2 separate regions of the Hordeum vulgare genome follow, and region 1 is linked to region 2. A link is a contact called in public Hi-C data. All regions are on one chromosome and are shown on one strand. The core of a region is the stretch at or near the end of the contact, and the rest is flanking DNA. Distances in the headings are between cores, read along the strand shown.

Region 1 (2,700 bases), core at 10-2,509, 290 kb before region 2:
AATTAGTCTAGATATAAATGCATCTTGTCAAGTTTTCGTATTTAGATACATTCATTTCTAAACAAACCTAAGACAAAAAATTTGGGACGGAGGGAGTATGAAGTACTTACTTTCCATATTAAGGAGAGACAGACACAAGACGTGGAGCATAGTATCATGCCCCCGTCACCTGTGGCCGCCACCCGACACGGGTTGATCATACTCCCTCCGTTCCTAAATATAAGTCTTTTTAGAGATTCCACTAGGGGAGTACATACGTAGCAAAATGAGTGAATGTATACTCTAATGTATATCTATATACATCCGTATGTAGTTCCCTAGTGGAAACTCTAAAAAGACTTATATTTAGGAATGGAGGGAGTAGAAGGTAGCGAGTGCCGTAGGGCGCACCTGCCAGCTGTGGTGCCCAGATCCAATTTAATGACATGTAATCGAACAGATCATTATGCTGAATGAAAATGATTCCCAATTCACATCTCCTGCTCTTCAATCCCACCCCCTTGCTGCTCTACTCACATCCCCAATTCCCCTCACCGCCGACGAAACCTCTAACCACTGGTTGAAAACGCCATACACAGGCAAGCGTAACCTCTACTGCCTGCCGCCAGAGGCAGATCTACCATATGTCCTAGCAGACAGGGCACATAAGGATGAAAGGTGGCTACCTTGGGGACTGGAGAGGCGGCGGGAGCGGCAGGGAGGAGAACAGGCGCCCGCCCGAGACCCCCGGCGTCTTCGGCGGGATAGGCAACCCACGGCATCTGACGAGGCGGTGGCGCACAAGGCCTCCCTCAACCCGCAGCGTCCTCGGCGGCGACGGCAGGAGAGGCATCGCGCGGCAGCGGAGGAGGACGCGGTGGTGGTGGCGCATGCGCGTATGCTGCTTCGCGCTGCCCGCCGGGTTTGGCTTATAGCGCTGGCTGTTGGTGGCAACGAGGGAGCGGCCGGCCGGTCGTAGTCTCTGCGGCGGAGCAACAAGAAATGGCGGCCATTTAGAGGGTCTCTCTCACATCCCGCCAACAACCGCTCCGGCCTCACAAATCGTGCAATGCGAGGCTGGATTAGATGGGCCTTACCTAGCGCAGCGCCGGGGGCTCGTCGGCGGTGCAGATCCTGGGCAGGGGCGCGTCCGGGAGAGGTTGCGGGCGCCGGCGGCGGGCGGGTAAGGGCGGAGTCGAGGAGGAGTGTGAAATCCGCCGCCGCCGCCGCGAGGCGTGCGTCAGATGGATCGAGAGGTGATAGACCTGAAAGGGTGGGCTTGCCCGTGCACCGGACCAGAAAGCCCAGGTTGGCCCAGCTAACCAAAGAACGCGGATTTTATTGCCGGAGCAGGGAGGAGCTCCTACCTGCCGCTCCAGCGCCGCATGGGGGGGGGGGGGGGGGGGCATAATGGGCCAGCCCAGTTTTATTTCTATTTTCTGTTACCTTTTTCCTTCACTGTTATTTTTATTTGTTTGTTTCTTTTTTCCTTTTTACTTTGTTTTTTATTTAAAGCAAAAACATTTTTCGAATTTAAAGAACAACTTTCAAAAAACGTGAATAATTCTGGAAGCGTGAACATTTTTCGAATTTTGAGAACATAAATTTTGTAAAGGAGAACAATTTTGCAAAATACCAAACAAATTTGAAAGCGCAAACACATTTTTCAAGCACAAACATTTTTTGAATTATCAAAACAAAAAACTTTTAATAGGAACATTTTTATAAAACATGTGCAAAATCGTTTTTCAAATGGGAAAAGCTAACCATCAGCAGGCGGATTATAATGACCACATCAGCCACCTCCCCCGTAAGACACGCGTCCAAGTGACTATGCGGTTCTGCAACAAAGACTATGTTTTTGAAACATATACGATGTTGGAGTGGTCTACTGTAGATTTATGTTCTGACCATCCGGCCGCCGTCAGCCGCCTATGAACGTTGCAAAAAAAATTCGCAACTTGACCTTTGTTGTAAAAATTCCTGAAACATGACCTTTGTTGCAAAAAATTCTCCCGCAAAAATACCTATGTTGCAGAAAGACGAAGAAAAAAAATCCTGCAACAAGCAAATTGTTTCTGAAACTCGACCATTGTTTCAGGAATTAACGGGTCCAAAGTTTATTTCTTGCAACAAAGCGAAAGTTTCTGCAACTCAGCCATCGTTTCAGAAATTATGGGGTGCCTGACCGGAGCAGATCCGACGGCTACGTGTAGATCGGAAGGCCCTCCAAGTGGTGGATGTTTAGTAAACATCCACCGGTGGATGCATAGCAGGCCCCTTTTCAAATTCTGAATTTTTTTTAAAAATTCCGGAAAAGTTTCAAATTCCAAAACATTTTTTTAAATTCCGGAACATTTTTCCAAATACGGAGCATTTTTTACAAATTCCGGAACTTTTCTAAAATTATGAAAATATCAAAATCCGGAAATTCTTTTAAAATTCCGGAATTTTTTTAAAATTTCGTAACATTTTTTAAAATTCCGGAATATTTTTTTCAAATTCCAGAACATATTTTCAAATTTCAGAACATTTTTTCAAAATCCAGAATATTTTTACAAATTACGGAACTTTTTTTTAAATACCAGCACATTTTTCAAATTCCGGAACATTTTTTCAAATAGCCGAACATGTTTTCAAATTCCAGAACATTATTTCAAATTCGGAAACATTTTTTACATTCCGGAACTTTTTTTCAAATTCCGAACATTTTCCAACATA
Region 2 (2,829 bases), core at 216-2,715:
CTTGAGTGTGTCAAATAACAAGCAATAAATTATACATTAGGAAGCTACAGTGAAGTCTTGCATACAAAGAAGAATAAAGAAAAAACAATTGAACTCCAATTCGAGTAACAACAGTGTTAATTACCAAAAATAGCCAGCAAAGACGAAAATCATTATCATGTACCAGAAATAGACCGGCAAATACTACCTCCGTCCGGAAATACTTGTCCTAAAGATGAATGCATCTAGACTTATTTTAATTGTAGATACATCCATTATGTGCATTTTTAGGACAAGTATTTCCGGACGGAGGGAGTACTAAAGTTCCCTGCTCACATGAAGTTTTCACAGATCAATCATGTACCATCGTCATGCCAAATCAGTTCGGAGAATTAAACCTAAGACTTCAGCTGTGATACGAAAAAGTTTGCACATGCACCATTCTAGCATGCATAGTAGCAAGCATTTCTAGTCAACGTCACAAAATATGGTTGCATTAGATTCCAAAACAGCAAACTCCAGAGTGATAATTATATAGTGTCGCCTTGCCGGTAATATCTTTCACAAAATATCCATGGAAATATGCCAAGTCTCGGCTATTAGAAGTTAGCGTGCCTCTTTGTACATATGCATTGCCTGCCTACTGAATGCAGTTTGTTCAAAGTTCAAACAAAAGCAAAACCCTAAAAAAAGGTTCAAGTACTCACTTGTGCGCCTATTTTCTTTATTTTACAGATTATCGCCTGAATTCCACAAATAATGCTTGGACGATGCTGATATTCCAAGAGCACTCTACAGTTCAGTCTCACCTGCTACCAGAAGACTAATTTAATGAAGTCGAAATACCAGAAAACAAAATTAGTAGTACAATTTTTTATGAACAAAGTGTAGTTTCAGCAGAGGAAGTGAAAAGACATTACTGCAGGCCGACGGAGTAGTTATGTCAATATGTTTGTCTTTCGTTTCATTTTCAGATAAAATCAATGCAGTTCTTTGCGTCTGCATATATAATTAGACAGGCCATGATTTTGAGATTGGCTATTTTCAAGATGATGCATGAACTGCTATTTTTAAGACAGTCACTAATAATACAGATTGCTACTGTGCGGAGGCAAGTTAGAGATATGAGAACGGCAGCATGCATCTGGGCAAAAGCTCCAAAGCCTATGGAGATCAAAAGCATCAATCTGAAACAATTAGTAAAATCCGTGAGCTTACGGCATCGAAACTGGCGGCCGTGTTGTGGATTCGCTCTGCTCCCTCCCCATGGGTTCGTGGCCGCGGTGACGATGCGACGGCGGCAACGGGGACGGAGTCGTTGTGCAGGCAGCGCCGCCGGCGACCGATGGGAGTGTGACGGAGTATTATTCAGGCATGTAACTCTTTGTAGAAACTGCGAGATGACGCCCAACTATTAGATGAGGCCCAGTCGTTGGTTTAGGGCGAAATTTAGAGAAAAAAGGGGAAAAAAGGAAAATAAAAAAGAACATAAGTTTGTGGCCTCTAGCCGGCCCATCTCACACAACCTTTGACGTGACGGGTTAAGACTCTATTTCTTATCGGCTTTATAGAATGGTTTTTTAAATATATTTTTGCGGGTTTTGATTTTTCACCGATCTTTCTTAGCTTTCTGAGAAAAAATCGAAAAACAAAAAATTATGCAAAAAAACACTTTTTTTTTTGTTTTTTATTCCTCGAGATGAACAGTTTTGCTTTCGCGAGAGCCACAGCCGTACCTCTCGAAAACGAAAAAAATATGTTTTCTGTTTTTTTCATAAGAGGCACAATTTTGCTTTCACGGACGTGCCTTTCGAAAAAGAAAAAAAATGTGTTTTTTATTTTTTCGAGTGAAAGACACGGTTTTACTTTCGTGAAAGGCACGACCGTGCCACTGATGAATGAAAAAGATATATTTTTAATATTGTTTTTTGCGAGAGACACAGTTTTGCTTCCGTGAGTGACATGGCCGTGCCTCTCAGAAACAAGAAAAAACATGTTTTTTGTTTTTTTTTCTATCGCGGTAGACACATTTTTTTGTTTGGTTTTTTTTACCCGTTCTTTATGAAAAAAAGTTTATTAAAACATATAAACATGGTATCTAGTTTTGAAGATCTTGATGTGAGAAACCCAATGATGAAAACAATTCAACATTTGAACGTACTGTTTAAGAGATACAAGATTTCAGAAATACGGACTAGAAAAAGGGAAAACTTTCGAATCACGACAAACGACACCCATTCAGTGCATCACTTGTCGTAATCTGAAAAGATAAAAATAATATTTAAAAGAAATATTCTTTAATTAATGATTTTGGATATAAGGGCGGGCACCCGATAGGGCGCGTAATAGGCTGTGGGCTTCGTGCGTCCATTGTGAAGCCTGTAGTACCTGGCGTTTTCAGGCCATGCTCCCGAAAATAACAACACCACTAATTAAGGGGTATCTTTTACTAAGGCTATTCCTACCTTTATAGGAGTTGACTAGTGACGTGTTGTATGTGCGTCACCTGTCGTAATTTAAAAGTTTTATTATTTTATATAGATATGTTTATTAAAAAAATGCATGTTAAACTGTGCATGCAAATTATGAACCATTTTGATTATTAAAATTCTCGCTTCAAGATCTATACAACTAGAATTCAGTCTGAAGCTTTAAAATAGGGTTTGACTTTTTTTATACGTAGAAAGGAAAAATCAGAAAAAAATAAGCTGGAAATATTTTCCTTAATTTCCCCTCTTTTTGAGAGGAAATAGATGTGCTTTTCACTGAAGCAAATCTATGCTTCTCGAGAAAACAAAAACAAGATGTTTTTTTTGTGAAAGGCAAAACTGTATTTTTCACAGCAGTAAA

Evidence for each region. A called contact is a pair of places that touch in the nucleus more often than the background predicts.
Region 1: a contact with region 2 is called in a Hi-C map of leaf, with 6 times the contacts expected there. The contact joins the promoter of LOC123405786 here to the enhancer-like site in region 2. A contact is called at or near these places in 2 of 6 Hi-C or Micro-C datasets (leaf and seedling) and 1 of 1 datasets of contacts at active chromatin or transcription factors (embryo).

Annotation. Positions count from the first base shown.
Region 1 is chr1H:32,989,859-32,992,558 of MorexV3_pseudomolecules_assembly, reverse strand. LOC123405786 (4'-phosphopantetheinyl transferase HetI-like) reads right to left here and starts at 1,259. Exons shown (of 9, transcript XM_045099362.1): 1 at 1,077-1,259; 2 at 666-961. The coding sequence starts at 871.
Region 2 is chr1H:32,700,462-32,703,290 of MorexV3_pseudomolecules_assembly, reverse strand. No RefSeq gene overlaps it. Among protein-coding and RNA genes, the nearest start is that of LOC123405939, 7.1 kb to the right of the region's middle. Within about 2 kb of position 1,465, at least 1 of the 3 cell types and tissues checked has open chromatin away from gene starts, as enhancers often do. A contact at or near this core is called in leaf, where this site is marked.